Linked DNA regions of Mus musculus: all the other regions are linked to region 5. Evidence: chromatin contacts called from public promoter capture Hi-C data. All regions are on one chromosome and are shown on one strand. Each heading gives the region's core, a stretch centred on a gene start, on an enhancer-like site or on the middle of the called end of the contact. The rest is flanking DNA. Distances are from core to core; before and after follow the strand shown. Region 1 holds the start of Ugt2b1 (UDP glucuronosyltransferase 2 family, polypeptide B1). Region 2 holds the start of Ugt2b34 (UDP glucuronosyltransferase 2 family, polypeptide B34). Region 3 has its middle 27 kb from the start of Ugt2b35. Region 4 holds the start of Ugt2b35 (UDP glucuronosyltransferase 2 family, polypeptide B35). Region 5 holds the start of Ugt2a3 (UDP glucuronosyltransferase 2 family, polypeptide A3).

The links. Promoter capture Hi-C pulls out the DNA fragments that hold promoters and counts their contacts.
Region 1: a contact with region 5 is called in a promoter capture Hi-C map of liver, with 5 times the contacts expected there. The contact joins the promoter of Ugt2b1 here to the promoter of Ugt2a3 in region 5. A contact is called at or near these places in 4 of 39 promoter capture datasets (the 3T3-L1 cell line, hippocampal neurons and liver), 1 of 484 Hi-C or Micro-C datasets (liver) and 2 of 9 other capture datasets (adipose tissue and pancreatic islet).
Region 2: a promoter capture Hi-C map of liver shows a contact between it and region 5. The contact joins the promoter of Ugt2b34 here to the promoter of Ugt2a3 in region 5. A contact is called at or near these places in 13 of 39 promoter capture datasets (the 3T3-L1 cell line, the C10 cell line, cranial neural crest and 7 more), 4 of 484 Hi-C or Micro-C datasets (embryonic stem cells and liver), 2 of 115 datasets of contacts at active chromatin or transcription factors (intestinal villus epithelium and liver) and 2 of 9 other capture datasets (liver and pancreatic islet).
Region 3: a contact with region 5 is called in a promoter capture Hi-C map of liver, with 8 times the contacts expected there. The contact joins the enhancer-like site here to the promoter of Ugt2a3 in region 5. A contact is called at or near these places in 3 of 39 promoter capture datasets (liver and stem cell-derived epiblast-like cells), 5 of 484 Hi-C or Micro-C datasets (the AML12 cell line and liver), 3 of 115 datasets of contacts at active chromatin or transcription factors (hepatocytes, intestinal villus epithelium and liver) and 1 of 9 other capture datasets (liver).
Region 4: a contact with region 5 is called in a promoter capture Hi-C map of liver. The contact joins the promoter of Ugt2b35 here to the promoter of Ugt2a3 in region 5. A contact is called at or near these places in 4 of 39 promoter capture datasets (the 3T3-L1 cell line, liver and stem cell-derived epiblast-like cells), 3 of 484 Hi-C or Micro-C datasets (the AML12 cell line and liver) and 3 of 9 other capture datasets (adipose tissue, liver and pancreatic islet).

The regions. Positions count from the first base shown.
Region 1 is chr5:86,923,356-86,928,795 of GRCm38.p6, reverse strand. Ugt2b1 (UDP glucuronosyltransferase 2 family, polypeptide B1) reads left to right here and starts at 2,293. Exons shown (of 6, transcript NM_152811.1): 1 at 2,293-3,021; 2 at 4,100-4,248. The coding sequence starts at 2,298.
Region 2 is chr5:86,902,453-86,908,634 of GRCm38.p6, reverse strand. Ugt2b34 (UDP glucuronosyltransferase 2 family, polypeptide B34) reads left to right here and starts at 1,698. Exons shown (of 6, transcript NM_153598.2): 1 at 1,698-2,444; 2 at 4,230-4,378. The coding sequence starts at 1,715.
Region 3 is chr5:87,024,649-87,030,933 of GRCm38.p6, reverse strand. No RefSeq gene overlaps it. Among named protein-coding and RNA genes, the nearest start is that of Ugt2b35, 27 kb to the right of the region's middle. Within about 2 kb of position 3,408, at least 8 of the 459 cell types and tissues checked have an H3K27ac peak or open chromatin away from gene starts, as enhancers often do. A contact at or near this core is called in hepatocytes, intestinal villus epithelium and liver, where this site is marked.
Region 4 is chr5:86,997,444-87,002,979 of GRCm38.p6, reverse strand. Ugt2b35 (UDP glucuronosyltransferase 2 family, polypeptide B35) reads right to left here and starts at 2,120. Exons shown (of 6, transcript NM_172881.3): 1 at 1,368-2,120. The coding sequence starts at 2,088. It also overlaps the pseudogene Gm5869.
Region 5 is chr5:87,335,039-87,340,835 of GRCm38.p6, reverse strand. It overlaps Ugt2a3 (UDP glucuronosyltransferase 2 family, polypeptide A3), which reads left to right and starts at 3,641. Exons shown (of 6, transcript NM_028094.3): 1 at 3,641-4,393. The coding sequence starts at 3,673.

The DNA of each region.
Region 1 (5,440 bases), core at 1,044-3,543, 410 kb after region 5:
AATGGTGAGAAGCTGGAAGCAATTCCACTAAAATCAGGGACTAGACAAGACTGCCCACTTTCTCCCTACCTATTCAATATAGTACTTGAAGTCCTAGCCAGAGCAATTCGACAACAAAAGGAGGTTAAGGGGATAAAAATTGGAAAGGAAAAAGTCAAAATATCACTATTTGCATATGATAAAATAGTATATATAAGTGACCTAAACATTCCACCAGAGAACTCCTAATCCTGATAAACAGCTTCAGTGAAGTAGCTGGATAAAAAATTAACTCAAACAAGTCAATGGCCTCCCTCTACACAAAGGATAAACAGGCTGAGAATGAAATTAGGGAAATAACACCCTTCACAATAGTCACAAATAATATAAAATACCTTAGCTTGACTCTAACTAAGGAAGTAAAAGATCTGTATGATAAGAACTTCGAGTCTCTGAAGAAAGAAATCAAAGAAGATCTCAGAATATGGAAAGATCTCCCATGCTCATGGATTGACAGGATCAATATAGTAAAATGGCTATCTTGCCAAAAGCAATCTACAGGTTCAATGCAATGCCATCAAAATGCCAACTCAATTCTTCAACGAGTTAGAAAGGGCAATTTGAAAATTCATCTGGAATAACAAAAAAAAAACTAGGATAGCATAAAACTCTTCTCAAGGATAAAAGAACCTCTGGTGGAATCACCATGCCTGACGTAAAGCTGTACTACAGAACAATTGTGATAAAACAAAACAAAACAAAACAAACAAACAAAAAAAAAAACACTGCATGATACTGGTATAGCGACAGACAGGTAGACCAATAGAATAAAATTGAAGACTCAGAAATGAACCCACACACCTATGGTCACTTGATCTTTGACAAGGGAGCTAAAACCATCCAGTGGAAAAAAGACAGCATTTTCAACAAACGGTGCGGGCACAACTGGCGGTTATCATGTAGAAGAATGGAATTGATCCATTCTTATCTTCTTGTACTAAGGTCAAGTCTAAGTGGATCAAGGAACTTCACATAAAACCAGAGACACTGAAACATATAGAGGAGAAAGTGAGGAAAAACTGCGAAGATATGGGCACAGGGGAAAAATTCCTGAATAGAACAGCAATGGCTTGTGCTGTAAGATCGAGAATGAACAAATGGGACCTCATAAAATTGCAAAGCTTTTGTAAGGCAAAGGACACTGTCAATAAGACAAAAAGGCCACCAACAGATTGGGAAAGGATCTTTACCAATCCTAAATCAGGTAGGGGACTAATATTCAATATATATAAAGAACTCAAGAAGATAAACTCCAGAAAATCAAATAACCCCATTAAAAAAATGGGGCTCAGAACTAAACAAAGAATTCCCAGCTAAGGAATACCGAATGGCTGAGAAGCACCTGAAAAATGTTCAACATCCTTAATCATCAGGGAAATGCAAATCAAAACAACCCTGAGATTCCACCTCACCCCAGTCAGAATGGCTAAGATCAAAAATTCATTAGGCTATAAGGTACACAGATGCTGGCGAGGATGTGGAGAAAGAGGAACACTCCTCAATTGCTGGTGGGGTTGCAAGCTTGTACAACCACTCTGGAAATCAGTCTGGCGATTCCTTAGAAAATTGGACATAGTACTACTGGAAGATCCTGCAATACCTCTCCTGGGCATATATCCAGAAGATTTTCCAACTGGTAATAAGGAACATGCTCCACTATATTCATAGCAGCCTTATTAATAATAGCCAGAAACTGGAAACAACCCAGATGTCCCTCAACAGAGGAATGGATACAGAAAATGTGGTACATTTACACAATGGAGTACTACTCAGCTATTAAAAACAATGAATTTATGAAATTTAGGTAAATGGATGGATCTGGAAGGTATCATCCTGAGTGACGTAACCCAACCACAAAAGAACTTAACATGATATGTACTCACTGGTGAGTGAATATTAACCCAGAAACTAAGAATACCCAAGATACAATTTGCAAAACCCATGCAACTCAAGAAGAAGGAATACCAAAGTGTTGATACTTCGTTCCACCTTTGAATGGGAAAATAATATTGAAAAAGAAAAGAAAAAGAAGTGAATCAATTGTAGCTCAATACTATCAGGGACAAAAAAGACAAACTTCGTGAACCTTGAGCTCATGTTCCATGTGTGTATTTACTTAGAATGTTACACCATCAGACTCATCTAGTCAGTGATGTGGTTAGAAGTTATATGTTAACTTCTTGATTGACAGAACTTACATAAAAGCAGAAAAAAACTGTGAAGAATGACAAATATCAAAAACATTCTCTTTCAGCAAGATGTCTATGAAACAGGCTTCAGTTTTTCTGTTGATACAGTTCATATGCTATATTAGACCTGGAGCCTGTGGGAAAGTGCTGGTGTGGCCTACAGAATACAGCCATTGGATAAATATGAAAATAATCCTGGATGAACTTGTCCAGAGAGGTCATGACGTCACCGTTCTCATATCTTCTGCTTCCATCCTCATTGGGCCGAGCAATGAATCTTCTATTAATTTTGAAATTTATTCTGCACCTTTGAGTAAAGATGATCTTGAATATGCTTTTGAAAAATGGGTAGGAAACTGGACATACGAATTAAAAAAACTTCCATTTTGGACATCTTATTCAAAACTGCAAAAAATCTCCAGTGAATATTCAGACATGATTGAAAGTTTCTGCAAAGCAGTAGTTTGGAACAAGAGCCTCATGAAAAAACTCCAAGGATCTAAGTTTGATGTCGTTCTAGCAGATGCCTTGGTTCCCTGTGGTGAGCTGCTATCAGAACTGCTTAAGACACCTTTAGTATACAGTCTCCGCTTCTGTCCTGGATACAAATGTGAAAAGTACAGTGGGGGCCTTCCACTCCCCCCTTCCTATGTGCCTGTGGTTCTGTCAGAACTAAGTGACCACATGACATTTGCAGAAAGGGTGAAGAATATGTTGCAGGTGTTGCTTTTTGACTTTTGGTTTCAAACATTTAACGAGAAATCCTGGAATCAGTTTTACAGTGATGTTCTAGGTAAACTGTGCCTTTCATTGTTACTGTGAAATCCTGACTTGATGTTTTTTTGAATGAGAATGTGTATAGGTGAATATAAAGGCATAGAATGAGATTCTTAATTGTGAGCTGATAGAGTAAAAATAGAAGAGAATCAAATAGGCTCTTAGCAAGGCAAAATACTGCAGAGTAATTATACAGAACACTTCAGAAATTACTAACCATGCAAAATTAGACAAGGAAGATTTCTCTTGGTGATCATTTGATCTGCTCTACATTGTCTAAGTATAAGAAACTCCAGGTTTCATTGAGTGCTTTAATATCTGTAAATGAGAACACTACAGAGTCATAATTCATTACCACAACTATTTGTGTAGCACTGAAGAAAACACATTTCCTTAAGACATTTACTCACTTAGAAATTAAAACATTTATCAAGAATGTCCTGAAAGCTTATTCACAATTAAATTGTACCACTAGAACCAGAAACAGTCAAGGCAACTTGATTTTCTTAGAATTTGAGTTGGATCATATCTATAAAACTTAATCTTAAAGCCTTAAATCTTGATAGAAATGCATAGGTTTTTATTATTTTCAAAATACCTTTTCATTAAATAAAATATTACCTAATTTATTAGGAGAAACAGTTTAAATATTAACTGCTTATACAAATACCCAGCTATAACTTTGAGATATACAACTAAGTTAGTGATACTAGTCTCCTGTAACGGACATAGTACAGCAGGGATAAAAGAAAATTAGTCATTCCTTACCAATTATCACATTGCATTTCAAGAATCAGAAACCAAAAGCATAGCTACTAAAATGTGTAAAATAGACTAAATATTCTACAAAAGCTGTGTTTCTAAGCATTTTCAAGCACCTTTGCAAGAGCAAAATTTCAAATTTATTGGTGCAACGTTGGAAATCAATGTAATTTTCACACAATATTTATGTTAATACAATTATATCATAAATCATAACTGGAACATTTTAAATTGCTTGTCTACATGACCTCAACTCATTGCAGAAATCACATGCTTTATTCCAGACAAACTCCTTTCACCATAGTGTATTTGTTTTTGGTTTTGGGGTGCAGGGAGACCTACAACATTAACTGAGATGATGGGGAAGGCAGACATATGGCTCGTTCGAACCTTCTGGGACTTGAAATTTCCTCACCCTTTCTTGCCTAATTTTGACTTTGTTGGAGGACTCCATTGTAAACCAGCCAAACCACTGCCTAAGGTAACTCTACATTGTTTCCCTTGGTAAACTGTTTTTCCTTTTCATGGAAACAATTCTTAACCACTATTTCCAGATGTTTGGTTTTATGAAACATATATCAAGTGGATTAGAACTCTCTGACAATTAAGATATACATTATTTCCTTACATCTCTGAATCTTCTTACTCTTAAGCAAAGTATTATACCACTTTAGAATGTGGTCAGTGATTTAAAGGTGTTTAGGTAACTCATAAAAGAGAATTTATGCTCTCTTCAAGAACATATAGTAAATGCCAGAGACGTGTTGAACAGCTAAAGAAATAAAGAATCAATATCTTCACTAAATAGAAATTGTATTCTACTTGGAAACATTATAGTGATGAAGAGATGTTATATACACTGTGACAAACGTTATACATTGTTATATTAGATAAACAGATAAGTTGAAGATATATCCAACAGAGATGAGATGTAATGTCCTAGAATCCTTGTGAAGTTACAATGACCTAGCCAATGTACAGGGTTAGATTAATGAATGAAAAGAAGAGAGGAAAAATAGAAAATTGAAACAACCATTGAAAGAATGACAGACTTAGATAAGCAGGACGATGACATGGCAGGCAGGAGTTTTTGGACAGCTTCATGTATGCATGTTCCACACATGGCTCTCTTTTAACCTTTCCACTTCCTTGGAGTCTTTCTACCCTTAGGTTCTGCAGGGATTTATTTTTTGTCTTTGTAGTTTCCACATGCAAAAGAAAACAACACTTATCTTTCTGTTTCTGGCTTATTGATTAATCTCCTGTCCTCTAAACAATAGCTATTTTCCTAAATTATTTAATAATAATAACATTTTTCTATCTGAGTAAAACACAATTATGTATATTTACCAACACTTTGATACACATTGATCACTTGAAGAATATCTAAGCTAATCCTATATAGGGGAATTTTGAATAATGATGTAATAAACATTATTATGTAGATTTTTCACTTGCAATTATTTCCTTCAGATATCACCAAAGAGTGGCATAGGTTAACTGTATGTAACACATTAATGTTATTTATATCAAGACGCTTATTTATGTATTTTATCTAATTTTACATTTCCAAATATGATAAATGCATAAATGTTCAATTTCCATATTATCTGTAGGAGCATTTTTATAGTACATACATTTTTGTGACATTCATGATAAGTGGATTATGATGG
Region 2 (6,182 bases), core at 449-2,948, 430 kb after region 5:
TCATACAATGTTCATGTATTAGAAAATAGCAATAGGGTCTCGTCTACATTGTATATCCTGTCTGGCACAAATTTATGACACAACATTGGTAGCAGGCATCAGCTTCTCTTCTGAATCAAAAGAAGGGATAATTCCTAAGAGCCAAGTACTTCAGAATCTACCCAGTGACCATTTGGACAATAAGAATCACACATTTTTCTAGTGAATGTTATAGTCCTTTTAAAGAAGATTATACTTCATAGACCTAGTGTTGAGAGGTTGAATGTAAAATATACATTGAAGCAGCTGAATAAGCTGATCTATGTTATTTGGTTATTTATTATTGTTCATTTAAATACTGAAGCTTCTCTGTCAAAGAAAATTGTTTTTATATAACTTAGTTAACATTGAACTGTTTTTTAATGTTATACAGCCATCAGGTTCAAAACATGGAAAAGAAAATCCTGGGTTTTCTTAATTAAAAAGAAATTTTAAAATAACCACTGTCCTCAATATTTAAAAATCACACTATGCCTTGAGACACTCTTCCCATTTCTAGTATGGAACTATCAAGTTCTGTCTAAAATAGCTATGATATCAGAGGACAGTCCCGTTTTTACATTTAGAATTTTATGCTACTTGTAAGCAGAATTAGAGAACTAGATTTTTGGATTCATTCAAAAACCATTTACTAAGTATTACTTTGTTCTATATAAAGATGACTAAGGCATGGTCACTGCAGGAAAAACAATATAGGGGAGTGTAAGCTGTCACTTACAAACAAACCTAGCTCAATAAATCCATAAAAGAGCCAAATTAATAGTGAAATGCAGAATATATTCAGTGTGATCACTTTAGGAAGAGAGACAAAAGGAGCCAGTCACCCTTAATTCCATCTTTGGGATTCTTACAAGGCATCTGCATAGCTAAGCTTTCCAGGAATGGCATGGGACCTTGCCCACCATTAACTTAGCTCCTAGTCACCAGAAATGTTAGCCTGCCCTAACTTGTAAATTGCCCTCCTGGATACAAATTCCTCCTCTGGGTGTCCCCAGAGATCAAACATTTCTTCTCCTAGCAGAAAGTTACTGGGGAAAGTCTTTCAATAGTCTGAGAGTCAAAGAGGAAAACACAAATGTCTCCTTATCTCTTCACTTTTGCTAGGCTGACTAGTTACAAGTAAGCAGGTTCTTGATGGGGTAGAGATGGAGCTAATGGGAAGACTAAAAGAATGGGGCTTCCATCTAGATTATAATATGCTCTAAACGTAAGTGCAGTGTGTTTAATTCTGAGATTACACTATAGACCTCTGAGCCATATACTTAAAATCACTAAGTAGTATGGTAACTGGTCAGTGTTGCCAATATTCATATGACAAAACACTGACCTATGGTATTTATAAAAATGTGACTGGACAGTTTGCCTTTACTTCAGATTCTTTATCAAAGAAGCTCCATTAGGAGAAAGAGAGAGTGAAAGGAAGGGAGAAAGAGAGATCTTACTTTTCACTGTTCTCCAAATACAGTATACATTCAAGATCACTGAGAATCCAGAGTCATTTCCCACTTTCACATCTGCATCCAGGTTTTGGCATTTGCCCTCCAGAGGCTGTGACTCCCATTTCTATTTGCTTTGGTGTGTACAAGTTACACTTTAACTGACTGATTACTGCTCTTTCTATATCTGTAAGAGCTGAGCAATCATCCTTTGGAAGGCAGGCCTGAAGTTAACCAAGATGCCTGTGAAAATGACAGCAGCCCTGCTCCTGCTCCTGCTCCAGCTGAGTGGCTTCTTTGGATCTGGGACTGGTGGGAAGGTGCTGGTGTGGCCAATGGAGTTCAGCCATTGGCTCAACTTGAAGACAATCCTAGACGAGCTTCTGAAGAAGGGTCATGAAGTGATGGTTCTGAGACCTTCAGCATCCTTATCTTATGAGGTTGACAACACATCTGCTATTGAATTCGAGACTTATCCTACATCATACTCCTTATCTGAGTTAGAGGAAATTTTCTGGGAATCACTCAAGAAATATATTTATGAGCTGCCAAAGCAGTCATTTTGGGGATACTTCTTAATGTTGCAAGAAATGGTTTGGGTAGATTCAAAATATTTTGAAAGTCTCTGTAAAGATGTAGTTTTTAACAAAGAACTCATGACAAAGCTACAAAAATCAAGGTTTGATGTGATCCTGGCAGATCCCTTCATACCCTGCGGTGATCTGCTGGCTGAGGTTCTCAAGATCCCCCTTGTGTACAGTCTCCGCTTCTTTCCTGGCTCCACTTATGAGAAGTACAGTGGGGGACTCCCACTGCCTCCTTCCTATGTGCCTGTTGTTATGTCAGAATTGAGTGACAGGATGACTTTCATGGAGAGGGTGAGAAATGTCATCTATATGCTGTGTTTTGACTTTTGGTTCCAAACATTTAATGAGAAGAACTGGAATCAGCTTTATACTGAAGTATTAGGTAAGTGCCCTGTTCAGTGCCCTGGTGGGATTGCTGGATTCTCAATTTGCTGTGTCATTGAATGTGAATGTCTAAGAACAGGTCTGACAGGGGAATGATTTGTCTCTCCTAAATAAAATGATGGGAAAACTAGAAAATTAGCTGTCAAATTCAAGCATTGTAAAGAACTTTGTATTCCAGTGTCAGTTGCAAAACCTTGTCTATGAATTGTCAGCACACACTCACATAACAAAACTATGATTATTTCTCTAAGAAATTACATAGGCCCAAGACATTTTTCCTCGTGTTTTAAAGCAACACTTTTACCTGACTGGTGCCTTCATTGTCATTAATATCTTTGCCACTTTATTATATTCATTGCTATTATTATCATGTGTATGAACATGCACACTTGTGTCATGGGAAAGGGGGATTGTGCTCTGGGTTGCTTATGTAGAGGCCAGATTAAACTTTGAAGAGTTCTTATTTCTACCTCTATGTATGTTCTTGGGATCAATTTAGGTGTTTACGCTTGTATAGAGATTGAACTCAAGTCTTTAGCTTGCATGGAATACCTTTACCTTCTAATGTGTTACACCAGCCTCTAAAACATATGCTTTAAACAAAGGCAAAGTCTTCATGACTTATAAAATACACTGAGGATTATACATACTTCTAGCATAGGTAAATATCTATCTATCATCTTTCTATTTACAATCAAAGGAGGACTTTTTATATAAATTATTTTTTTATTTATGATTTAAAAGATCTTCCCCTTTAACCTACTAAACTTCTGCACAGCTGTGAATATTCTATCTCTGCTCTATACAGAGGAAATATGTGAATGCAAAACATGGGGGAATCTAATTGATTTATTGGAGTCAGTTGAAATTGTGTTTCAAACATAGAATCTTGAAATGTAGACATATTGGGTATTACTTAGTGTTTTACTGAACATACATGTCTCTCTCCATATTTTAAGGCATGTATCCATATTATCTGTAAACACATCTATACATACCAAATTATTAAACAATCAGTCATGAATCAAGAGCAAAATCAAAGAACTCAGGCATAATAAAAATTTCTCTCTGAGGGAAACCAGGGTAATATAGTAAGACACTGTCTCAATGAAATGCTGAAACAGAATCCCCTTAAATGTTTGCACTGGGCTGGGGTGCACACACCTTCCATCTCTGCAGTTGAGGTGAGGAGGAAGAGGATCTAGCATTCAGGGTCCACTGTAGCTTCATTAGTCACTGAGGAACCACTCTAGGCTGCATCCAACTGTCTCAAAACCAGACAGCACAAAATTCTCAGTTCATTTATAGGAGCACACATCAAGGTTCTAGCTGCTACATAGAACAAACTACATCTAGAGTTAAAGGGAAAAGTGTTTCCCTAAGTTACGATTCCTAAATAATGGTATTTGACTGTATTTCAAGAACATATCTTGATACTTATTGATCATAAATTAACAAGGTTACAATTGTGGTAACTTTTCACAGATACTCATACAATGAATTTATATATCTCTAAGCATACATATGAGAAGCATATATATTACAAATTTGTTTTCAAATACTACACACATTCAAACACATCTATATACATACATACATACATACATACATACATACATACATACATACATAAACATACACACACATATATTTTTTTTCACACAAAGTCCCACACTTGTAAACATCTCTGGCTGCATAAACAAAAGTGCTTCCAGAAGGCATAGTCATATTCACCTGATATTTTGTTATATCTTATATCTTCATTGCTCTGACTCCTCTTCAGGAAGACCCACGACACTCTCAGAGACTATGGCCAAAGCAGACATATGGCTCATTAGGACCTACTGGGATTTAGAATTTCCTCATCCTGTCTTACCAAATTTTGATTTTATTGGTGGCCTCCACTGCAGACCTGCCAAGCCCCTGCCTAAGGTAAATATATTCCCGTTTTCTTGCTTCTGGTGCCTTGCATTTCGAACATGAGTGATTAGATTGTATTCCTTCAGAGTCTTTGTGTCAAACTCAGAACATCACAGAAATTTAGGTAAAGACAACAGCCAGCAGAAAGGCCTATATCTGTTCCATCACAAGAGTCTGCATTTCGTTTATGAACCCTGTGGATATCCGAGGGCAGGGACAGTTAGAATCCTACTCGGCAAAGAGAAAATATAAGTGATTCAAGCAGAACACACAGATAACTAACAAGTACAACCCAGAGGTAAGCACACAGAGAGCATACAGGGAAACAGAGTGTGCACAGGCTTACCTAGAAACACCAACAGTTCTACTTTGAAGTTTCACTGTGAAGAAGAAATGTTACAGTGAGGGAAGGCCAAGTTGTCTGACAATAAAAGAGGAGTCAGGATATGGGACAAAATAAGGCACATAGTTCTGCTCATTTAACAAAGCTCAGTATCTCCTTGATCTCTAAAACTGCTCTTAGATAATGTCTATAAATGAACTGTACATGCACCCTGGAGGTACAAAGGAATGTGATATGATTTTAACTCACACTAACACTTCATGATGCAAAGAAAGTGAAACTTTTTTCTACTCTAGGAAGAGATGTCTCTGAAGAATCCTCCTTTAGTTATACAATAATGATGTTACATAAAAGATGACATGGCTGTTTTAAAATATAGTTGGGATATATATAGTTATTGAGAACTCTTAAAAAAAAGAAAAAAGAAAGAGGAGAGGAGAGGAGAGGAGAGGAGAGGAGAGGAGAGGAGAGGAGAGGAAAGGAAAGGAAAGGAAAGGAAAGGAAAGGAAAGGAAAGGAAAGGAAAGGAAAGGAAAGGAAAGGAAAGGAAAGGAAAGGAAAGGAAAGGAAGAGAAGAGAAACGAAAAAAAAGGAAATAAAAAAAGAAAAGAAAAAAAAGAAAAGAGAAGAGAAGAAAAGAAAAGATTCCTAAGTTTTATGCAGGCCAGCAGAGTTTACAGGAGATTGTCTTTACAGTAAGGGAATGGCAATGCTAACAGGAAAGACAGGGAGAGGAACAGAGTGAGGGCATGAAAGGCGTGCTGAGGCTGAGGTCAATAGGGAGAGCTGACCCAACATGCCCAGTGCTGCTGAAATGCAAACAGAAAAGAGGGGCCAGAGGGAAGTCTATGCATGATAACTGGGAATAATGGCCAGTGGATTGATGTTACAGAAACAAATTTTCAACCATAGTCAACGACTTTTGATTCTTTTTCTTCTTTGTGGTGGGAATTGTTGTTCCTATAAACCAACTGCTTCATACTATTAGATACTCACATACTTCTGTGCCATTCAATACTTATTTGACAAAGTACATCGGGAGTGGAAAATATCTACACTTTAAAATTTGTCGTGTATTTCAGAAGAGCTAAAAGAATTATGTTGCATTTTCAAAATAAAGAACTGATAATCATTTAAGTGGGTGAATACACAATTTACCTTGATTTAATACTCCAAGAAAAATAAAAACAAATTTCTTGAACTTATTAAGTGCATGAGAATGGACTACTCCTACGAAAATTAAAAATAGATTTCAGGTCCATGAATTCCACCCTTGAGCATGCATGTAGAACAACTGAATGAAGGGTCTCAATGAGACAGTAATGCAAGGATGATCAGAGCATCACTCTTCCTCAAGGGAGAGGGGGCATTTGCATGAGAAGGGCCCCCAGAGGTTCATATTTGAATGCTTGGTTCCCAGTTGGTGAACTACTTAAGAAGGATTAGGTGTGGCTTTATTGGAGAAAATATATCA
Region 3 (6,285 bases), core at 2,159-4,658, 310 kb after region 5:
GTATGAAGTTAGAATAACATTGGCTTTGCTCAAGCTGCTGAGTCACGGTGACATTTCTAATTGTCACACTCTGAGAAATGAGATCAACAAAGTTTTGATAAAATGGTAATAATTAACCATAAATTCTATGTCAGATAAGGTGAGACCTGGGAATGATTAATTAATAATAACAAATACATGCAGATTGCAAGCATTAAAGCAGTTGTCTATTTCCTTCATTGCCATTGGCTACAAGAAGCCAAAGTTCAATCATGCTTAATTCTTTCTGGTTGCTGTTAAAAGCATAAAACCACTGCACTGTACAATACCCATCAAGTTCATCAATCATTTGGTTTACAAACAAAATCTGACCAGATAGAGCAATTCCCTATTTTTTTGAAGATCTGACATTTTGATTTCTCTCATGGGTGTACAAGTGTCTACTATCGGCAATAGAAGAATATTCCCCCTTATCGTTCATCCTTGCCAGCATGAGCTGTCATTTGTTATTAATCTTAGCCATTTTGACAAGTTTAACACAGAATATCAAAATCGTTTCGATTTGGATTTCCCAGATGGCTAAGTGTGTTGAAAATTTAAGTGTTCCTCAGCCATGCTGAGTTCCCTCTACTGAGAAATCTCCAGTTACACATGTACCCGATTTTAATTGGGTTATTTCGGTTTAGGATACCTAGTTTCTTTAGTTCTTTATATATTTTGGATATTAGTGACCTATCAAATGTGGAGTAGGCAAAAATCTTTTCATTCTGTAGGCTGCTACTTTATCCAAATGATGGTGTTCTTTGCCTTGAAGAATCTTTTTAGTTTCCTGAAGTCCCATTTATTTTTTTATTTATTCTAGTTTTTTTTTTATTCTGGGGATTGTAATATAATTACAACATTTCTTCCTTTCCTTTCCTCTCTCCAAACTCTTTCATATAAACACTCGCTCCATTGTCCCTCTTCCCTGTCCCCCTCACACAGTCCCTAGCCCCTTCCCCCATCCCCTTCTCCTCTGAGAGGGTGGAGAGCCCCTGGGTATACCCCACCCTTTCACATCAAGGTAATCTTTGATCTTAGTACCTGCACTATCACTGTTCTGTTCAGAAAGTTGTCTCCTGTGCCATAGAGTTCAAGGCTATCCTCTAATGTCTCTCCTGGCAGATTCACTGTGTCCAATTTTATGTTGAAGTCTCTGGCCCACTTGGACTTGAGTTTTGTGTAGGGTGATAAATTTGGATCTATTTACATTTTTCTACATGTGAACATTCAGTTTGACAAGCATTATTTGTTAAAGATATTGTCTTTCGACTGGATATTCCTGGTTTTATTATCAGAAATCAGGTGTCCATTTTCTGTGAACCTGATAGTTATAGCTACCCATGGGGATTCCAGGTAAATTGTATTTCTGGGAATGTGGATCTAACACTTAGAAGAAAGGGTAGTCTAGGAGTCTGAAGAGTTTCACAGGAAGGAGGGGAGTAGATTGGGATCTGATTATTTAGTCTGTTTAGAATGAGAGGAGACTGTGATGAGAAATCATTGCAGAAGGTCTGATAGATTTGGGGCAGGGGTGAAACTGGGGAATTGGATCTGGAGGGGCAGAAAGAGAGGTGAAGATCTGCAGCCAGCCTCCTACCAGCTTCCTTGGCAGGAGTGGCACTTAGGTTAGCAGTGGGTGACTGCTGGAGTTGGGGCCCAGGACAAAGTAAGGGTAGGGAAGGGAGGTTAAGCAAGAAAGGGATCCACAGGAATGTGGGAAGAGCAGAGGAGGGAGAGGAAGGCTACAGCAGGTGTTCTGTTACAGAGCTAGAGATGAGACTGGAAGATTGGATTTAAACTGGAGGAGGGAGCAGTGAAGATCTTCATTTGGCTTACCTGTTTCTCTACCAAGTTCAATGGTTGTGTTCCTAGTGAATACTTGCTGGTGTTGAAGCATGGGATAATGAGTTGAGGGAAGGAAGGTTGGAGGTGAAGAAGGTTGTAATCCGGTGAGAATGGGATCAGAAAGGAAAGGGAAACCACATTAGGTGTTCTGCTACAGAGCTGAGGTTGAGATTCGGGTGTTGGGGACCGAAGGAACAGAAGGAGACATGAATCTCTACATGCAGTTTCAGGAGTTATCGTTAACATTCATTCTTACCTTAGAAGATAAACACTTATGAGTGATGTTGTATGAGTATTATCTGGACATGCCAAAATTGATAGCTGATTTTGAAACTGGGCTTGAAAATGATTTTGTTACAACAGCCCATAATAGTCATGGCTTTGCATGCTTTGCAACATGTTGCAAAGAGTAAATGGACAATTGAACAAATTTTGGCATCATTATGATTTTGGACCTTTTCATTTAATTGCAAAGAATTTCCTTTCCTAGTAATACTAATAATACCCTGAATTCATATGGAAAATGCCCTTGCTATTTTTGCCAGGGTTAAAGATAAATAATTTACAGTGTCAACAAGGTATATGCAAATTCTAAGAATAACTCACTATTTCAGAGAGCAAATTCCATACCTTCAAAAATAATACACACCAATCAAAGAGCTTATGTAATAAGTAAATACCATCAAGATCTAGCATTTAAAAATGTGGTTACTAGGGCTGGTGAGATGGCTCAGTGGGTAAGAGCACCCGACTGCTCTTCCGAAGGTCCAGAGTTCAAATCCCAGCAACCACATGGTGGCTCACAACCATCCGTAACAAGATCTGACTCCCTCTTCTGGTGTGTCTGAAGACAGCTACAGTGTACTTACATATAATAATAAATAAATCTTAAAAAAAAAAAAAAAATGTGGTTACTAGAAAGGATGGAGAATGAGGGGGAGCATGGTAAATATATGAAGCAAGTAGTAGTCGTTAGCAATACTAATTTGTTTCTCTTCTTCGCAAAGGAAGGAGACTGTTGAGAAAGCGCCTCCATTAGATCCAGCTGTAAGGCATTTTCTCAATGTGTGATCAATGAGGGAGGGCCAAAACCATTGTGGGTGCTACCATACCTGGGCTGGTGGTCCTAAGTTCAACAAGAAAACAGGCTAAGCAAGCCAGGAAAATTAACACTCCTCCATACCTCTACACTGGCTCCTGCCCCCAGGTTCCTTCTGTTTGATTTCCTGTCCTAAATTCTTTTGTTGATAAAAAGCAATACACAAGCTTACACTGAATTAAACCCTTTCCTCCACAACTTGCCTTTCTGTTGTATTTTGTTGCAGCAAGGAAAACCTGAGACATTTACTAAATATAAGTTGCTTGCAGTTTTAATGCTAAATGTGAAGGCTTTTTGAGTACTGATGTTGGCAAATAGCAGTTCTCTATCAGCTTTCTCCAAGCTTGCACATTAGCATTGCCACATACTTGTTTGTGTCTGGAAATTGTGGTATTATCTTGAGCTGTATGAATCGTGGCCAACTTTGGACATCATGATCTTTAACCTTTCCTCTCGGATTGCTCAATCCCTACGTCCATGACATGACAATTTCTATGGTCCTTCTGTGTTGCCTTTAGCAATTACCTGATTGCAGCCTCTTGTTTTAAGTATTTGGCACCTCTAGATTGTCTTTAAATCCTGTGTTCAAAAGTTATCCCATGGATATCACACTCCCCTCCTGTCACACACATACCCCCACCACCTTTGTCATGAGATACTGTCTGTCCCTCCCCAGAACCTGTAGGGATAATGCATGCTCCCAGCCCCTCTACTTCCCTGTCATCCCACACCTTTTCCTCAAAGCAAGCTGGGCTGGGCCATGAGAGGTCAGGCATCAGGTGGGATCTGTGACCTTCCTCAACACTCATGGGGAGCCCAGATTCCCCTTCCTCTTAGGCATTTCCCAGCACCAGGCCCGGCTAAGACAAGGGCAGGACTCAAGAAGAGCCTGCCCCTCACTATGGCTGCTTGGGACCCCACAGGCCCAGAGGTCCCCTCCCACCAACCCCCCCAGTGCTTCCACATCTCCAAAAGTAGCTTCCTGTCCCTCTTTTCTGTCCCTGCACCTTGGGGCCGGGGTAAGTGAGGCCAAGAGGGACTGTCCACTCTACAAACTGATGAAATAAGACCAAAAGGCTTAGAGAAACTTTAGAACTGACCCTTTGTGACAGCCTCCATCATACCCCTCTTAGTCCCACCCTGATCTGCCTCTGTGGGTCCCCTCAGCCCAAGAGGTCATTCCAAGAGAGCAATGCTCCTGTGGACAGGTAAGGGTCTCAGGACAGGTTTCCAGTCTGGCAGAATTTGTGGGTGTGCGGACGTGCCTGCGGGCGTGCCTGCATAAGAGTGTTAGCTTATTTTTTTTGTTACTTTCTTTTTTAATTAATTAATTTATTTATTTTATTAGACATTTTCTTTATATACATTTCAAATGCTATCCTGAAAGTTCCCTATACACTCCCCCCGCCCTGCTCCCCTATCCACCCACTCCCACTTCTTGGCCCTGGCATTCCCCTGTACTGGGGCATATAAAGTTTGCAAGACCAAGGGGCCTCTCTTCCCAGTGATGGCCGACTAGGCCATGTTCTGCTACATATGCAGCTAGAGATATGAGCTCTGGGGGTACTGGTTAGTTCATATTGTTGTTCCACCTATAGGGTTGCAGACCCCTTCAGCTCCTTGGGTACTTTCTCTAGCTTCTCCATTGTTTGCTTCTAAAAACATGAAGATCAAGAGACAGAAAGACCAGGGTCAAAACCAGGGAGCAAGTTGGGAGACTGCTGTCCTTCTCCCATCAGACCCTAGGCAGGACTGTCAGCCCCCACCCCCTGTACATAACTTTTAGAAACATTTTTTTTTAGCCAAAGAAATATTGAAGTATGAGATTTCCTTTTATTTTTCAGAAAAAGAAATTTTAACTATTATAATCATTAGGTAAATAGATATATTTTGGTTTTACTCCTTGTGTTAAAGTTTCTATCTCTAATCAATATCCACACATCACATGCCCCATCCCAACACTTGAGAGCCACCGTCATCCTCTGTTTATTTTGCTTATTTATATATATAAGTGAGATTGGGAGGTACTGGTGTCTCTGTCCCTGCTTACTTCATTTATAAAATGTCCTAGATAACCATCTATGTTGCCACCAATGACACAATTGCTGTCTTTCTTGAAACTGAATAAAACTGTAGTGTGTGTGTGTGTGTGTGTGTGTGTGTGTGTGTGTGTATGACTACATATGTATGTATATGTGTGAGTTATTTTTGTTACACATTCCATTTTAAATGATAAACTTGATTCTGGAATTACCAGAATTATAAATTTATGAATTTAGAGTAATTATAACTAACGCTTCAGTGGTGAAAGAGGTGCAGATGTCTCTTAAATTAGCCATCTCATTTCTTTTTACAAGTGTACTTACATAGTTTCTTAGATATATACTGAATTTACATGACTTCAACACTCTTCCCTTTCAAACCCTTTGATGTCACCATTCTCTCTCAAATTCATGGCATTCTTTTCTCTAATTACTCTTGTTTATATATATAAACAATATATATAACCATCTATAGGTGTGTGTATTCATGTATATACATATATATGTATACATATACAAAAACAACCTGTTTAGCCTAGTTATTGTTGCATGTAAATATGTGTGTGCACACACACATACACACATTTTCAGATCTGAACTCATTTTTTTTATTTTGAATTTTTTAATAGGTATTTTCCTCATTTACATTTCCAATGCTATCCCAAAAGTCCCTCATATCCTCCCACCCACTCCCACTTCTTGGCCCTGGTGTTCCCCTGTAACTGGGGCATATAAAGTTTGCCCAACCAATGGGCCTCTCTTTCCACTGATGGCCAACTAGGCCATCTTCTGATACATATGCATCTAGAGACATGAGCTGTGAGGAGTACTGGTTAGTTCATATTGTTGTTCCACCTATAGGGTTGCAGATCCCTTTAGCTCCTTGGGTACTTACTCTAGCTCCTCCATTGGGGGCACTGTGATCCATCCAATGGCTGACTGTGAGCATCCACTAATGTGTTTGCTAGGCCCAAGAATAGCCTCACAAGAGACAGCTATATCAGGGTTCTTGCAGCAAAATCTTGCTAGTGTATGCAATGGTGTCTGCTTTGGGCAGCTGATAATGGGATGGATCCCTGGATATGGTAGTCTCTAGATGGTCCATCCTTTTTTTCTCAGCTCCAAACTTTGTCTCTGTAACTCCTTCCATGGGTGCTTTGTTCCCAATTCTAAGAAGAGAAAAAGTGTCCACACTTTGGTCGTCATTCTTCTTGAGTTTCATGTGCTTTGTATCTTATATCTTGGGTATTCTAAGTTTTTGGGCTACTATCCACTTAT
Region 4 (5,536 bases), core at 871-3,370, 340 kb after region 5:
AATATAAAAAAAATGTTGGAAGAATTTGTGTTTGATGGAGAACATGTACATTAATAAAGCAATGATTATGTATATATAATATGATTTGGTGTATTATTTCTGGCTCAGATAACATACATAAATGCTAGTTTAGTTTTATTCTTAAAGCAGACTTTTGAAAGTTACCTCATCTCCTCCATAGTTTGAAGCCATGAATAGTTATTGAAACAACCTACTAAGCCACTGTATAAGTAAACACAAATTTTCTACTGTCTAACTTTTCAAAAGGAACTGTATAAATATAAACACACAATGCTGGTCCAAATCTTACACTATGGTGTGCAGAATTCCCCGGGTCATTGTAGTGTATAGGAAGGACTTCATCCTTCTTTTGTCAAGAGATCTATAAAGTTTATGAATGGCTGACTTTCTAGTAAGTGCTTCTACTCTTGTTTCATATTGATATATCTAATATGATTTATCCTAAAAAAGCAATCATAATATCTATACAAGTAATAAAATAGAAACTTTAGGGTAATCTTAACTATGGTATAATTTTCAAGAGAAGGAACTTGACTCAAAAACTATAGGACAAGTGTATATGGTTCCATACTTCTGTAGAGTACATACAATTATAATAACTTTTAGAAAAGAATAAAAAAGGAAATGTCCTGGTAGAAACCTCAGTTTCATTTGCAAACCTATACATTAACATAATATCTTTGAAGAGAAGGAGAAATTTTTAGGAAATACAGAGAATATATTCTATGATTTATCTTTTCATTTATGTGTATTTGTGCTTGCGTCTATATACTCTAAGATTATTCCAGTGCCTGAGCACTGGAATAAAAGAACAGCAGGTTCCGTGAAGCAAAGTGAGGCCAATGGACATGAGTGGATGCTAGGAACAGAACACAGGTACTAAACATGAACAGAAAACAATCAAACATTTGGACATGTTGTAAGACCCCACATTTTAATATTAAATATAGAAACTGGCTTGTGCAAGAGAACACTATTTCTTCAATGTTAAATACATATTGATACTATAAAATATGTCATTCTTTAATATAAATAAATCAGTATTTGGGTAAACAGGAAGTAACTTATTGAAATAGAGGTTTAAAAATGCATAAAATGAATAAAGGCTCATGTAGTGACCATTTACAATTGTATAGCTAACCAGAAAGTCTTTTTTATCAGGACTGATACCTTCTATTTGAACATTAATATGAGCTTTTACAGAGCATTCATGATTTTGTTAGTAAATATCCTATTATATATTTGATCACCTACAAAAACAACTTCACTTTGAATTTCATGGATATATAGCTTCAAATACATGTGTAGCTAGGGATATCAAGCTACTAAGAAGACATGTAACTTACCCAAAGTTTCACTGTAAAATTGATCCCATTCCTTCTCTGTAAATGTCTGGAACCAAAAGTCAAAATAAAGCATACATATCATATTTTTGACCCTCTCTGTGAATGTCATTTGGCCACCTAATCCTGACAAAATCACAGGTACATAAGAGGGAGGGAGTACAAATCCTCCACTGTTCTTTTCAACTTGGTAGCCAGGAGAGAAGCGAAGACTGTACAGAAAAGGAATCTGGAGCAGTTGAGCTATGAGCTCCCCACAGGAAGCCATGGCATCTAAAATAAGGACATCAAACTTGGATTCCTGGAATTTTGTCATGAGCTGTTTGTTTGAAACAGCTTCCTTACAAAGACTTAGAGAATAATCAGATAATTTACCAAACAGTGTTTGAAGCAGAGAATATGATAAGCATGTATCTCTTGGGACCTCAAAAGTCCATTCATCCACTAACTTGGTCAAAAAAGTTTCCAGATAATCTTTACTGAAAGCTGTAGGAAAAGTTTCAAACTTAAGGCCCGGCGAATATTTGGGATCAACAAAAATGGAAGCTGAAGGTCTCAGAACAGTGACTTCATGGCCCCTCTGTACAAGTTCATCCAGTATTATCTTTAAATTCATCCAGTGACTGAATTCCAGTGGCCACACTAACACCTTCCCACAGCTGGTGGATCTGAAGCAGCAACTCATCTGCAGCAGGAGCAGAGCAGAAATCCACTTCACAGGCATCCTGGAAGTCAAAGGGCTTCTGTTAACTGTGTGTTCCCTTGCTTTACTGCCTGTCCTCTTATCTAAGAAGAAGAAAAAAAAATCCACGAGTTAAAATATAACCTGAGTTGGTGCAAGCAAACTTAATGACCAGATTGAAGTTGGTGGCTGAAGAGAGATAGTAAAAGCAAATATTAATTATTTCAGATTTATTTGGAAGTGTTTAAAATCACGTTTTGTAAAGAAGTAAAGTTAGGAGTTGTGACCTGTGTAAACCTGTTTACAGGAGTTTTGAATCATAGAAAGAACACTGATTAGTGTAAGGTGAGTCTGCATTTTATTCTCAACCTGTGAAATCCAGATGTACTAGTTACCGAACTTATCAGTATATCATGGATATTATTTTGTAAGAATGTCGGATAAAATATTAAGTCACATAGAGTTTGCTGAATAGCCTGACAGTGTGCCTTAGTTACTTGACAGAGAAAAGATCTGTGAATAAAATAGACAAGAGTTTCTATGAATGTCCCTAAGGAAAAAGCCAAACACACTGCCCTGAGTGGTATTAGCTGCTAAGGTTTACAGAGAGCACTCAGTTGATTCAACCTATCTGTCCACAGCCCTTTCCTAGGACCAAGAAGTAGCTGGATAGTTTGATCTTGCTTTAGTTAGAGTTTTTGTTGTTGTTATTGTTGTTGTTGTGAAGAGACACCATGGCCAAGGCAACCCTTATAAAGGATGACGTTCATTTGGTCTACCTTCCACTTTCAGAAGTTTAGTCCGTTATCCACATGGCAGGAAGCGTGGCAGAGTCCAGGCAGACACAATGTTGTAGAAGGGATTGAGAGTTCTACATCTTGATTGGAAGGCAGCTAGGAGACTGTTTCCACATTGTGCAGAAATTGAGCACAAAATCTTGAAGCCCACGAATTACAGTGACACACTTCTTCTAATGAGGCCACGCCTACTCTAACAAGAAAATATCTCTTAATATTGCCACACCTTGTACCATGCATATTCAAACCACAACAGAATCTTAGTGCACAAAGGCCCTGAGAAATCAATGAGTAGATAAAACTTCACCAAGAAACATTGAATCTACCATTTCTGGAATCACCAATGCTTCTATTTGCTCATGAAGATTGTGGGTATTGACATGTGATTTACCTGGATCTTCTTGTTTGTCCTGGTATTGTGAAGCTACAAACAACTCTAGGATGCATCACCTAGAAAAAAAATCGTTGATGACAAAACAATTATATTATAGAGTATATGATTTCTCATCACACTGACCAAGTTCTTTGCCAAAATAAAGTTTTGGAGTCATAGATATATTTTATTGCACAATTTGAAAGGGTGGTATCCATCATGAAAAACAAGGTCTGTAGAGTGTATGTGATGGAAACACAGGGAAGGGATATCTTCACCATGGAAAAATGATAAGTAAATCCTTCCTGAAAGTTTTCTCACAGATATACTCAAATATTTATATTAATAGTGCCTTTAGCAGTCAAGTTAGCAATGAAAAAACCACCAACTTACAAAAAAGATCAATAAGAGAAATATGTATATATAACAAGAGTATATATATATATATATATATATGTGTGTGTTTGTGTGTGTGTGTTTGTGTAAAACAAGAAATAAAACAAATGAATTAAAATAGGATATATTAAATTATAAACAACAAGTTTGACTGTTATCAGGTCAAATTCCTTAGTTAAAATACACACAATGACTATGTCAAGCAAAAATCTAAACATGAGATGCCACCTATAAGATAATAAGTAAAGAAACATTTGCTTTGAAAATTGAAAAAATAAATATTATATAGAAGCAAACTACAAGTGTACTGTAGTATATATATTTAAGTGTCAAAACTAGAATTAAGGCATAGAGTAGAAAGTGTAAAAATGTCAGTTTGTCAAAATGAAATAACAACAGTAATAATATACATCCAATCATATTAAACTAACACTGAATAAGAAAAAGAGACTAACATAATTGTTAGTATCTTAATTATTGTGCAGAAGTTTTGATTATACTGCAAACCCCGAGATTGTGTTTTTTACTGGAAATACTTATTTCTAGTTGTGGTGCCACGCAATCCTAACAAACAAATTTAATCCAAGAGCTTTTCATTTATTTTAAACAAGATTAAATATAGTCAAACCATAGGTCAAGAGGCAGAGCAAGCAACTAGTTACAGGGAGTGAACGTAGGGGGAAAAAAGAGAGAGGAAGAGAGGAGGAAGACAGGCTCAGGCTTTTGGCTTCTAAGTCTTTAATGGTAAAAATGACCACTTGAGATTTTATAAAAAACAACAAATTGTATTTCTTGAGCTTTGATCAAACAGAAACAAAGCTATTTGGGGAGGAAAGGATATACATATCCTGAACATAGTTCACCATAGAATTTTCCATCCATGCCACAGTTCACAAATAATTACTTGGATACTGAATTACTTACAAATAAATGCCTAGGCCATAAGCTTAGAAGGATCGTCAGATAAGCTCTCAACACACATGGGCTTGCCAGGAACCATATCAACAATGGCAGCATCACCAGACTTCAGGAATTTGGGGCCATCTTCCAGCTTCTTACTAGAACGACGATCGATCTTTTCTTTAAGCTCAGCACACTTGCATACTATGTGGGCTGTGTGACAATCCAGAACAAGAGCATAGCCAGCACTGATTTGGCCTGGATGGTTCAGGATAATCACCTGAGCAGTGAAGCCAGCTGCTTCCATTGGTGGGTCGTTTTTGCTGTCACCAGCAACATTGCCTCGTCTAACATCTTTGACCTACACGTTCTTTACATTGAAGCCCACATTGTCCCCAGGAAAAGCTTCACTCAAAGCTTCATGGTGCATTTCAACAGACTTGACTTCAGTTGTTACATTGACTGGAGCAAAGGTAACCACCATCCCAGGTTTGAGAACACCAGTCTCCACTTGGCCCACGGGGACAGTGCCAATGCCTCCCATTTTATAGACATCCTGGAGGGGCAGTCGCAGAGGCTTGTCAGTTGGACGAGTTGGTGGTAGGATACAATCCAAAGTTTCCAGCAGCATGGTGCCACTGGCACTGCCATCTTTGCGGGTGACTTTCCATCCTTTGAATCAAGGCATATTAGCGCTTAGCTCCAGCATGTTGTCACAATTCCAACCAGAAATTGGCACAAATGGTACTGTGTCAGGGTTGTAGCCAATTTTCTTAATGTAGGTGCTGACTTCCTTAACGATTTCCTTGTAGCTTTTCTGACTGTATGGTGGCTCGGTGGAATCCATTTTGTTGACACCAACAATCAGCTGTTTCACACCCAGGGTGTAAGCCAGAAGAGCATGCTCGCGGGTCTGCCCGTTCTTGGAGATACCAGCTTCAAATTCACCAACACCAGCAGCAACAATCAGGACAGCAAGGTCAGCCTGGGATGTGCCTGTAATCATGTTTTTGAAGAAGACTCT
Region 5 (5,797 bases), core at 2,392-4,891:
TAGTAAGATTCTTACGTTTATTTTTTGCCATTTGGTAATCTCTGGTGTTAATGTTCAAGCTGTCTCTGGCTGGAGCTGGATCCTCCTGTGATTCTGTTAGCCTGTGTCAGCACTCCTCGGAGTCCAACTTTCACCTGAGTCCCAGTGGTCAGGGCACTCTCTGCAGGCAAGCTCTGCTCTTCCAGGATAGGTGCCCAGAAGTCTGGAGCTCTGATCCACCTCCTGAGTCCTGGGGTCAGAGCGTTCCCTGTAGGCCGCCTCTCCTCTGGCAAGGAAGTTGCTCAGGGGTCTGGGTCTCAGCTTCACCTCCTGGCTGAGGATGAAGGTCTAAGAGGACCCTGCCCAAGAAGCTCTATTGCTTCTGTCACTCGCATGCTCTGCAGTGGTCTTGGGTGTGCTAGGGTTCCTGCAGCGTGGAGAGTCCTCTGAGATCCTAGACACCCTAGGCTGGGTTCAAGCAGAAGATGGCATGTCTGGCCCTGAATGGAAAGAATCCCAGTCTCTGGTCGGGCAGGGTTCCTTTGTCCCTGTTCCTGCTGGCACTAGACCCTCTGTGATTCTTTGGAGCTGATGGTGTGTTGCACTCACCCGTGATCCAGAGGCTATCTCAATGTCCTGCAGTGTGGAGAGTACTCTAGAGCCCCCTCTATGTGTTTTCTTCTGGTGTCCTTGACCTCTGGCTCCTACAATGCTTTCTGACCCCCTTCCTCAGGATTCCCTAAGCTTCCCCCTAGTGTTTGGCTGTGCATATCTGCATCTGTTTCCATCTATTGCTGGGTGAAGGCTCTCTGATGACAGTTGAGCTAGGCAAAAATCAATAAATATAGCAGAATATCACTATCAATCATTTCCTTGATGTCTTTTTTTTTCTGCCAGTGGTGTTTGATTCTATCCTTGGTCTCTAGACACTCCTGCCTCTGGTTCCTGGCCCTCTAGGCACTGTGAAGAACGGAGTCCCTATCATTGCATGGGTCTCATACTAGGCTAGACATTGGATGGTAGTTTCCACAATTTCTGTACCACTTTTTTTTTCTTTAAAACAATGTCAATTAATTCACTTTGCATCAATCATAAGAATTCTAATGCTATGTTCCATTCACAGACCAAGATTATATTCTTCTGACACATTTTCATAGAGATTTAAAATAAACTCACTCATAGCATAGAGTTCAATATTGTTCAGAGCCTCCTGTTTGGGGTTAGTTTCTTTTTGCATATTCTGTGATTTTTACAGTGAACTGAGAACTTTCAACTCAATTGTTCATAATTCTAACATCGTTTCTCGTTACTGTATGTTCTTCTATTCATTTTCTTTAGTAATCTCTATCTAGTTTCCTTCCTGAAACTCAGCTGGTATATCTCCTATCATTCCATACTTAATTTTAAAATATCACATTTTGTCACAGTTTTTAATGAGCTTAAGGTAAAAAGGTTAAACAAGAATATCCACTACAGATTCAATGCAATCCCCATCTAAATTCCAACTCAATTCTTCACAGAGTTAGAAAGGGTAATTTGCAAATTTATCTGGAATAACAAAAAAAAAAAAAAAAAAAAAAAACCAAGGATAGCAAAAACTCTTTTCAACAATAAAAGAACATCTCAGGGAAACACCATGCCTGACCTCAAGCTGTACTACAGAGCAATTATGATAAAAAACTGCATGGTACTGGTATAGCGACAGACAGGTAGATCAATGGAATAGAATTGAAGACCCAGAAATGAACCCTTGCACCTATAGTGACTTGATCTTTGACAAGGGAGCTAAAACCATCCAGTGGAAAAAAGAAAGTATTTTCAACAAATGATTTTGACACAACTGGTGACTATCATGTAGAAGAATGTGAATTGATCCATTCTTATCTCCTTGTACAAAGCTCAAGTTTAAGTGGATCAAGGAACTACTCATAAAACCAGAGAAACTTAATTTTATAGAGGAGAGAGTAGGGAAATGTCTCGAAGATATGGGCACAGGGGAAAAATTGCTAAACAGAACAGCAGTGGCATGTTCTGTAAGATCAAGAATCGACAAATGGGACCTCATAAAATTGCAAAGCTTCTGTAAGGCAAAAGACACTGTCAATAAGACAAAAAGGCCACCAACAGACTGGAAAGGAATTTTAGGAACCAATCCTAAAGCTGAAAGGTACTAATATTCACCATGTACAAAGAGCTCAAGAAGCTTGACTCCAGAAATTCAAATAACCCCATTAAAAAATGGGGTACAGAGCTAAACAAAGAATTCTCAACTGAGGAATACCGAATGACTGAGAAGCACCTGAAAAGAAAGTTCAACATCCTTAATCATCAGGGAAATGCAAATCAAAGCAACCCTGAGATTATACCTCACACCAGTCAGAATGGCTAGGATCAAAAATTCAGGTGACAGCAGATGCTGGCAAGGATGTGGAGAGAGAGGAACACTCCTCACTTGGTCACAGCAGGACTGCAAGCTTGTACAACTACTCTGGAAATCAGTATGGTGGTTCCTCAAAAAACTGGACATAGTAGCAATTCCTCTCTTGGGCATATACCCAGAAGATGTTCCAACTGGTAAGATGGACACATGCTCTACTATGTTCATAGCAGCCTTATTTTTAATAGCCAGAAGCTGGAAAGAACCCAGATGTCCTCAACAGAAGAATAGATACAGAAAATGTGGTACATTTACACAATGGATTACTACTCAGCTATTAAAAACAATGTATCTTTGAAATTCTTAGGCAAATGGATGTATCTGGAGGATATCATACTGAGTGAGGTAACCCAATCACAAAAGAAGTCACTTTATATGTACTCACTGATAAGTGGATATTAGCCTTGAAACTTAAAATACCCAAGATACAATTTGCAAAATGCAAGAAAATCGAGAAGAAGGAAGACCAACATGTGGATACTTCATTCTTCCTTAGAATAGGGAACGAAATACCCATGGAAGGAGTTACAGAGAAAAAGTTTGGAGGTGAGACAAAAGGATGGACGATCCAGATACTGCACTACCCGGGGATCCATCCCATAATCAGCCACCAAACGCAGACACTCTTGCATATGCCAGCAAGATTTTGCTGAAAGGACTCTGATATAGCTGTCTCGAGTGAGGGTATGTCAGTGCCTGGCAAATACAGAAGTGAATGCTCAGAGTCATCTATTGGATGCAACACAGGGCCCCCATGGAGGAGCTAGAGAAAGTACCCAAGGAGCTGAAGGGGTCTGCAACCCTATAGGTGGAACAACAATATGAACTAACCAGTAGCCCCAGAACTCGTGTCTCTAGCTGCATACGTAGCAAAAGATGGCCTAGTCACCCGAGGCCCCTTGGTCTTGCAAACTTTATATGCCCCAGTACAGGGTAACACCAGGGCCAAGAAGTGGGAATGGTTCGGTAGGGGAGCAGGGTGGGGGGAGGGTATAGGGGACTTTCAGAATAGCATTTGAAATGTAAATGAAAAAAATATCTAGTAAAAATTGAAAATAAAAAAGAATATCCAGCTATTCATAAGGAAATGGTTGTAATCTATATAATATTAGTCTATGGTGTTTTATTGGATAGAACTCTCTTGAGCTCCGTGTCTTTGTAAGTTTAAAAGTTAATAGTTAATTTCTTTCTTATCTAAATTATTACTCAACTGAACAAACCCTCAATCTTTGCGAAACAACTTGAGGAGGCACAATATGGTCTCTGAAAAATGTGTTGCGGCATTTTTTCTGCTGCAGCTTTGCTGGGCCGGCTGTGGATTCTGCAGCAAGGTCCTCGTGTGGCCCTGTGATATGAGCCACTGGCTGAATCTAAAGACTATTCTTGAGGAGCTTGGAGCAAGAGGGCACGAGGTAACAGTCCTGAAATACCCCAGTATCATCATAGATCAGAGTAAACGTATTCCACTGCACTTTGAGAATATTCCTTTGCTGTATGAAATCGAGACAGCTGAGAATCGTTTAAATGAGATTGCAAATCTAGCTGTGAATGTCATTCCAAACCTGTCACTGTGGGAAGCAGCAAAAACATTACAAGACTTCTTTCTTCAAGTAACTGGAGATTTTGAAAGTATTTGTAGGAGTGTATTGTACAACCAGAAATTCATGGACAAGCTACGGGATGCACAATATGATGTAGTGGTTATAGACCCTGTCGTTCCCTGTGGAGAGTTGGTGGCAGAAGTGCTTCAGATCCCTTTCGTATACACACTGAGGTTCAGCATGGGCTACTACATGGAGAAACACTGTGGCCAGCTTCCAATTCCACTCTCGTATGTACCGGTTGTCATGAGTGAGCTGACAGACAATATGACCTTCACAGAGAGGGTGAAAAATATGATGTTTTCACTGTTGTTTGAGTACTGGCTCCAGCAATATGACTTTGCATTCTGGGATCAGTTTTACAGTGAAACCCTAGGTAAGAGTTTTCATACTAAGCTAGTTGTTAAATGTTATTTTAATGCTTAGTAGATGTTTAAAAACAATAACAAGAATACATTTTATAAATTTTGACTTTCGTGTAAAACTCTACATGTGAAAGTAATAAATCACTTATAGATAAAGAATCAGAGAGGCAAAATGAAGTCCTTTTGCTATGTGGTTGTACTCATTAAACTGTTTAATAGTATTTCAAAATTTAAGAGCTCATTATCAGTTCTAAGAGAAGTGATCCACAAATAAATATCAATGGAATGCAACATGATTTTATTTGTTAGATACAAGGAGACAACTAATTCCAGGATGTGAAATGTACATTTTAAAAAATTGTGGGTCTCTTATTGGTAAACAATACACTACTGCAAAAATTAAAAAAAAAAAACTTTTGTGCTCGTAATGATATGAAATATAAATTAATTATATGAGAAATATTCAGTGTGCAATGCATGGTTTTGAATTTTATTACACAATTATTTGCAACCACCGATTATTGGTCTTATATTTATACCATTCTTCTGCTAATTGAGGTGCTTTTTATTTTTATACACGTCACAAATTAAGGGTGAGTCATGGAAGACTGTGGTTAAACTACCTTGGCAATATATTTCAATCAAGAATTGAACTATTAAATATTTTCATGCAATCACCATTTTATCTGTTTGGTGTTTAATATATCATTGAGATTCTTGATAAAAATAAATAAAACTGAATGGAATCTGATAGAGTCAGTCTCAGAGTAATATCAGGTTGAAAGGCAAAAACCAGTCATTCCTAAGAAAACAGAATAAAATTAAAAAAAAAAGTAATTGCTTGTGAAGTGAACATTTTTACTGTATTTTAATCTCTGGAGAAATAGGATTTAGAGATTGATACTCTTTCCATATTTCTGTATTCTACTACCTCAAATATAAACTACTCTAACAAACTTTTCAATATGACAGTGTTAATAGTGAGGTTGTGATGTGACAGAGCAAATTACAGTGCTAATCAGACATAAAAGGGACAGAAAGATCCAAGGTAAATCAATGTGGCCCTCTGCTGCTCTAGTCATGAGTGACACCTTGTCATCTCTTCTCAGCAGGGCCACAACTGAGAGAAGAAAATATCGTCCTGTATGACAGCTACTATTTTCCCTATAATCAAATAATGTGAATTGCCCATCATTTTATGTAAGCTTCATTTATTTAATTGCTAAGGATACTAAACACTTTAAAAGACATTCTTTAGTTGGTTTTGTGTGAGACTTCGGAGAAGTCTCATTCCAGGTCCAGCACTCAAAGTTTTATTTACTTTGATTGTTTTCTTGATGGATTTTTTTATATTCTCGATATTAATATGTTATCTGATATTTAGCTGTAAACTATTCTGAATCAAGATTCTAGGA